Regions from separate parts of the Sus scrofa genome. Here region 1 is linked to region 2. A link is a contact called in public promoter capture Hi-C data. All regions are on one chromosome and are shown on one strand. Each heading gives the region's core, a stretch centred on a gene start, on an enhancer-like site or on the middle of the called end of the contact. The rest is flanking DNA. Distances are from core to core; before and after follow the strand shown. Region 1 holds the start of CKAP2 (cytoskeleton-associated protein 2). Region 2 holds the start of NHLRC3 (a long non-coding RNA gene).

The links. Promoter capture Hi-C pulls out the DNA fragments that hold promoters and counts their contacts.
Region 1: a promoter capture Hi-C map of fetal skeletal muscle shows a contact between it and region 2, with 5 times the contacts expected there. The contact joins the promoter of CKAP2 here to the promoter of NHLRC3 in region 2. A contact is called at or near these places in 1 of 5 promoter capture datasets (fetal skeletal muscle), 1 of 47 Hi-C or Micro-C datasets (subcutaneous adipose tissue) and 1 of 2 datasets of contacts at active chromatin or transcription factors (alveolar macrophages).

What each region holds. Positions count from the first base shown.
Region 1 is chr11:15,750,333-15,753,627 of Sscrofa11.1, forward strand. It overlaps CKAP2 (cytoskeleton-associated protein 2), which reads left to right and starts at 1,385. Exons shown (of 9, transcript XM_003130956.6): 1 at 1,385-1,617; 2 at 2,552-2,636. The coding sequence starts at 1,548. LOC110255751 (a long non-coding RNA gene) reads right to left here. Exons shown (of 3, transcript XR_002336535.1): 3 at 1,626-2,179.
Region 2 is chr11:14,182,254-14,185,465 of Sscrofa11.1, forward strand. It overlaps NHLRC3 (a long non-coding RNA gene), which reads left to right and starts at 1,883. Exons shown (of 10, transcript XR_002336530.1): 1 at 1,883-2,202; 2 at 2,387-2,545; 3 at 2,831-2,978. PROSER1 (proline and serine-rich protein 1) reads right to left here and starts at 1,593. Exons shown (of 13, transcript XM_021065266.1): 1 at 730-1,593. The coding sequence starts at 774.

The DNA.
Region 1 (3,295 bases), core at 135-2,634, 1.6 Mb after region 2:
AAAAGAGATTATGCTGCTTTCCACTATGGTCTGAAGTTTCTTGAGTCACTTCCCCCCACCCCGCCCCCACCTCGCCCCCACACACAGAAGTTCCTAGGCTAGGAATTGAACAAGCGTCCCACCCATAGAGCCCCAGTGACAATGCCGGATCCTTAACCTGCTGAGCCACAAGGGAACTCCTTGAGTCACTTCTAACTGTTCTATATTGTTAAACTGTTCTTAATGGGAATCCTGGTTACCCAACCTATCTGATGAAACTAGCAAATAATTAACAATATTAAGAGTCGTATCTAACAGCAGTGATGTCCTAGGGATGGTAATGTATGCTATTTGGCTTCTGGTTCTCCCAGAATTAGCCTTAACTGTAGGCAAAGTTACACTAAAAATGGGACATTTCATCAAGGGAAAAACTACAGAATGTCCCAAATTAACCTCCTCATTAGCAAGATGATACGGTAAGACGCCTGAAGGAAAAAGGTGCGGGGCGGGGGACCACAGTTGAGAACTAGCTGTGGAAGCCCTCACCCTTGGCCAGGGGAGACAGAAATTGCATCTTCTCCTCTCCAACTCCACATTTAAAACCTGGCTGAAAGTGTTCAGCCAAACCTAGCCTCAGAGATCAAGCAAGGCAGAGAAATGGTACAATCCCTGTGTTTAAAACCAGGAAGGCGCAGCCCAGAACTCTCCCTATGTCTCCCGCCTCCAGCCACCCACAGACCCTCTAGCTCGGAATTATTTCATTTCATCTTATCCACTGGGTGTTTGCTAGGGTTTTACGATGGTAATATTCTTAGATAAGGACTGAAAGATTATGGCCACACACTTAAACGCACAAACATACACAATGTCTACAACAAACGCTATTTTATTTTCACGGGGGGGATTATAAAAGGAAGGTGTATTCCCATTTTATTCCTTTCTCTTCCTCTCCTCTTTTTCTCATCTGATAATTGTGTAGTACAGAGGAAAGTAGACCATAATTTCAGTTTCCCTTTGCAATCTGTGCAAACGTCGGCAAATAACCTCTTAGCCTGTCCCAGTATCTGTGAAACGAAATAACTTTCCACCTCAGAGCTGTGATGCAGCAATGCAGTAACATTTGTGGAAGGGAAATACACACACTCTCTGTACAGCAGTCAGTGCTTATAATCCTCCTCAACAACACTTTTCTCGCCTGCCTTCCTCAACGCGCTTCACGTCTAAAATGACGCCTATCTGCTCTGGCGCAGAGATTTATCAGGCCGACTCCTCCCACGCTGCCAAGTCCAAGATTAAGCGCCCCGTTTAGGTTTGAAAACCTAGGTCTAGAGCGGTCCTAACTGAACCCGTCAGTCGCAAGCCCCGCCCCTGCAATAGCAGCTCAGGCCGCGCCCCTCTACGCCCATTGGCCCATTCAATTCACGCCGGGCACCAATGGGCGGAGGCGGCAGCCGCGCCAACTAAGGCCTGGCCCCGCGCGCTGAGCGGCAGTGTGCTGAGACACGGCTGGAGAGAGCGAACCTCGGCCACGGTCTTTCCCGAGACGCGTTCCCTTGTCCCGAGCTGCGATGAGCACCCTAGCCGTGCCCCAGGACTTGCAGCTACCCCCGAGTCAGAGGGCCCAGTCCGGGTTCAGAGGTGAGGGCCGTGGTGGCAAGAATTGCGGAGCCTGCGGAAGGATCGTTTGCCGGATGGGCCGGGGTCAGCCGCGGTGTGGGGGTGTGGCTCGGACTCGGCGGTCGGGGCCTGGGTACGTAGACCAGCTTCTGCCCCATCCAGTGGTGGGAAAAACTTGAACAGGGCGCTCGGCCTCTCGCGACCGCATTCTTGACGTTTGTGAAGGGGACAATCGGAGTTGTGCAGGCTCCGTGGTGTTAAGTGTGAGGGTTGAACTCTTCACTTGTGGCCGCGGCCCACTGGCGGCGGAGACGGACCTGCGAATCCGTTTAGCGGGGTGGGGGAGTGAGCGGGGCTTCGGCCGGAACCCGAATTGAGGACCTGGGCCCTCGGGGGCGGTGCCGCGTCCGCACTGAGACCCGACTGCGCCTGCGCGGAATGCTCCCGCATCCGACATTGGGAGTTAATTTCAGAAAAGTTGAGGCGGGCTCCTCTCATGCTTCAAATTTGACTCCTGTTGCCTTCGACTTCATAGAACTATAGGGTTGGCCAAGTCTTCAGAAATAATAGGTATTTCTTTGTCCTATGCATGAAAAAACAATTCTGACCCAATTCTGCTAAATTAGAACTTGGAGTTTAGTGTCTCATCTCTACCATTTAGCTTCTTAAAGCTTGGCTTTTAGTAACTATCCGTTGGAAATGATGTTCTCCAGATTTTTTACTTTCAGGCAGTAGAAAATGTGATTCTTATACAGAGTGGTTATGGGGATCTTTTACAGTAATGATTTAAAAATGGGATTTTTTTTTTTCAAAGGCAGTTCTGAATTGGGAAATTTTCTGTTATATTCTAGACATGATCTCAAGTAGACTTTTGAAGTAAATCTTCATTTAGTCAATATTTTATTTGATGTTACTATTGTAACTGATGTTGACTTGTAGCTCTTTTGTTATTTAGAGCAAAGAAGAGAAAAACTCAAGGAATATCTGTTGAAAAGAAAAACTGCTTTTGCCCTCAAACAGGAAAATCAGATATTATCCAGGTGAGGTCGCATTTTTTTTTTCATTTCACATCTGGCAAATTATATCAGAGATGTCTAGTAAAAAGCTAATATGAGCCACATGTGTAATTTAAAATTTTCAGAGTTCCCGTTGTGGCTCAGGGGAAACAAACCCGACTAGCATCCATGAGGATGCAGGTTCAATCCCTGTTCCCACTCAGTGTGTTAAGGATCCCGAGTTGCTGTGGCATAGGCCAGCAGCTGCAGTTCAGATTCCATCCCTAGCCTGGGGAACTTCCATATGCTGCAGGTGTGGCCTTAAAAAGTAAAAAGATAATAATAATAAATAATTAAAAAAAAATTATAAAATAAAATTCTCTAGTGGCCACATTTTAATTGTTTTTTTTTTTTTTATTTATTTATTTTTTTTTTTTTTTTTTTTTTTTTTTTTTTTTTTTTTTTTTTTATAATGAAGAATCATCTTAATAACATCATTAGTTTTTAATTTGTATTTCTTTACATTAGGTACTTATTGATATATTTTGTCTTTATGAATGCTTCATACCAGGGTAGAAAGTACTCAGATTCCACTTAATATTTAGGAGATAGAGTTGGCAGGACATGGTGATTAGATATGGGGTGTAAAGAAAAAACAGAGTTTAAGATGATCCTGAATGTTCCAGATTAAAGGCAGCTAAAGA
Region 2 (3,212 bases), core at 633-3,132:
AAGCCTGCGTCTGTCGTGGGTCATAAAGACAAGAAAACGGCGAGATAATTGCCCGGAAGTCCTAAGCCCAGGACCCTTATTAGCATAAGAATGGCGAGTCAGTCCTTCCAGTTTTAATTTTGTAAATTCTTATTTTTAGCTCTTAAAGAACTGGCTAATTCTGGGAGGCAGGCTACGTACTATCGCCCCAAAACGCAGCAAAAACGTGGAAAGCAGAGAAAAAAAAGTTTTAAAATTCAGGTTAGTGAAGCTCATTCCTATGACCTTAACCTTAATGCTACACTTTTTATTAGGACGCTAATTTTGCCCTCCCAGGCAACAAACATAGTCTGCTTATTCTCAAGACTTAAAAACACTTTCCGTAATAATAACTACCATTAAAGGAACTTTCTAAGTATTATTTCTAGTTCCCAGTCACTCTTATGTTACTGAAAGATGAGGAAATCGCCTCGGAAATATTAAAATCACTTATCCGAAAATACGGAGCTATTAAAAATGATCTGTAGAGCTCGGGATTCGGAACCCGGACTCTGAAAACAACCTCCGCAACACCGCACTGATCTCAGCCTTAACATAATTTCCGTTTGTATCGTGAAATGCATCAAGATAACGTTTCTACACTCCACGTTAAAATTCCAACTTTTTGCAATCCTATTATTTTACACGCAGTCCCTGAAAGAGAATAAGAGAATTCTTAGCTCACAGAATTAAGGAATTAAGTGCAATTACCTTTCTAATTTCATCCAGCACCGTTTCAAAGGACTTTTTGTCCATCTTGACTACTAGCTCCACGAGGTTTTAACAGTTACACTTTCAATTACAAAATGTTCATCCCTCGTCTGCTCCAATAGTAAAAATGTTTACCGCTGAGAAAGAAAAAAAGACTCAAGGAGCAGGAGAAAGGATGCGAAGAGGTAGAGTACTTCAAACGCTGCAAAAATTTCCAAAAATGGAGACTTATAAAAACTTTTTACTAAAAACGAAACCCGTCAGGCTTCCCCAGCTTCTTTACACAAAGCAGCAGGAACCCTCGCGGAAGAGCCAGGTCCTCTCTGAGTCCCGCAGAAAAACCCGCGGTTCGCAGCCCGAGGCAGACCGTCGGTCCCTTCAGCCGAAGGCCAGGTGCCGCCGTCGTGAAGCCGCCTTTCCAGGTGGAGCGGCCCAGAGAGTAGAGGCACCTGCGCCCCGAAACCGATGGGCGGCAAGGAAGGAGGCACTGGTTTCCCGGCCCGCACCAGCGCCTCGGCCGCCGGCCGCCTCTCACCGCCGCAAACCTGGCCTCATGGCCTGACTAGCGCTCACTCCCAGCAGCTCCTCGGGACTCCTCGGTCCCGCAGCCCGGGCAGCGGAGGCCTGGCAGGCTCTTTGTTACCAGGTGCCACCGCTTCCGGGAGCGGGCCGGCGGCCGGAGAGCTCCAGGAGCCGGGCAAAGGGGGGAACGCTCCCGGGTAGGGGGACTCCCGAATACCGCAGCGCCAAGAGCGCCAGGAGCCCCTCCTGGTTACCCCCACAGCTTCCCCCTGGCTCCTGGGGGCCTTCAATAGGGCCCGTCGCACCCGAGTAAACTCAACTCTGCGCCGCCAGCTTAGACCACGCCTTCAGGAGCGACTTTAAAGGGGTCCTGGTGTGGGAATGTAGATGTCCATGGCGCATGCCTGGGTGTCTCGAAATTGGATGCAGCTGATGTTCGTCCCAGAACCCAAAAGTTATTTTTTGAGGGTCACACCCTTGATTCTAGGATTTGATTGTGCCAGTTTGTGATTGCTAAATCTGAATTTAAAAGAATGAATGTGGAGTTGTTAAGGCATATCTACGGGCGCCCCGATACTGGCGTACCGGAGATCTCCGCAGCGTGGAAGGTCCGAAGGGTGGTCACGGGGTAAAACGAGGCACGTGATATGAGGGCGGGGGCGGGAACGAGTTGGGAACCCAAAACCTCAGTTCTGATTTTCTGTTACTTGGGTCTCTGCTGCCTTTTCGTTCTCGAACCCCGCGCATCCAGGGAAAGGGGTTTGGAGCTAGGAACTCGGGAAGCGACTAAGTGCGTGGACTTGAGGCTGTCCGGTGGCCCCCAGCCGCCTGCCAATCCTTTTCCCTCACCAGACTTCCCGTCTGGTCATGGCGAGATTCTGGGTCTGCGTAGCCGGCGCTGGCTTCTTTCTTGCATATCTGGTTTTACATTCGCATATTTGTGGCTCTTCGGTGAGTTGGATTGTGAGGAAACGGCTGGTGGGTGTGTGGATAGCACTGTGGGGAGGAGGTCTTGGGATGGAGTTGGAGCTGGTTTTCGCACTAGCTGGGCTCAAAACCTGCACCGGGGGCCGAACCGCCGACGTGTTGCTTGTCTCAGTGTTAAAACGTTTTCCTATTTTCTTTTCTTACGCAGCTCCCACTACGTCTTCATTTTGCTTTTAAATTTTCCTGGAGAGCTGAGGAAATCCTTTACCGGCTGGATGTGGATTGGCCCACGTATTCAGAATACTTTACTGGAGCAACATTTTGTGTTGCAGTTGATTCCCTCAACGAATTGGTTTATGTAGCCCAAGTAAGTAAATTTTTTTCGGAGTTATGAACATGAAGAAGACAGTTTTCCTGTATTAAGTCCATATATACGTTTATGTTTTGCCAATTGTGAAATTTTTTTTTTGAGTTAAAGTTAACATTTTAATTTTGAATGTGGTAGATAATAATGTTGTTAGGTTTCGTAGCAGGTTTTTTAAACGTGACTGAATTTCTCGATTAACTTTTAAATTTTGTTTCTCTTTGCCAACATAAAGATTGCCTCTTTAAAACGGATCTTACCTAAGCAGTTATTTTTGTGTACCTTTAGAGAGGGGATAACATCCCAAAGGTATTAGTGTTCACAGAGGATGGATATTTCCTACGAGCCTGGAATTACACAGTTGACACACCTCATGGCATATTTGCAGCCAGTACACTACATGAACAATCCGTCTGGATCACGGATGTAGGAAGTGGTATGTGTAGTAATATCTATTAAATTTTCTTGCTGCAAGTCACATCTTTGCCCATGTTCTTGCTTGTCCGTTTTAAAATCAGAGTGGCCAAATCTAATTGTAATTTTTTTTAATAATTCATGAAATCCCTTGTTTCTCAATCTTTATATAATTGTGCTTTTGTAGCATCAAGACATACCACAGGGAAGCTGTAATTATTAGGATCTTTAACCTCTCAAGGGGCTTTTCTCTTAA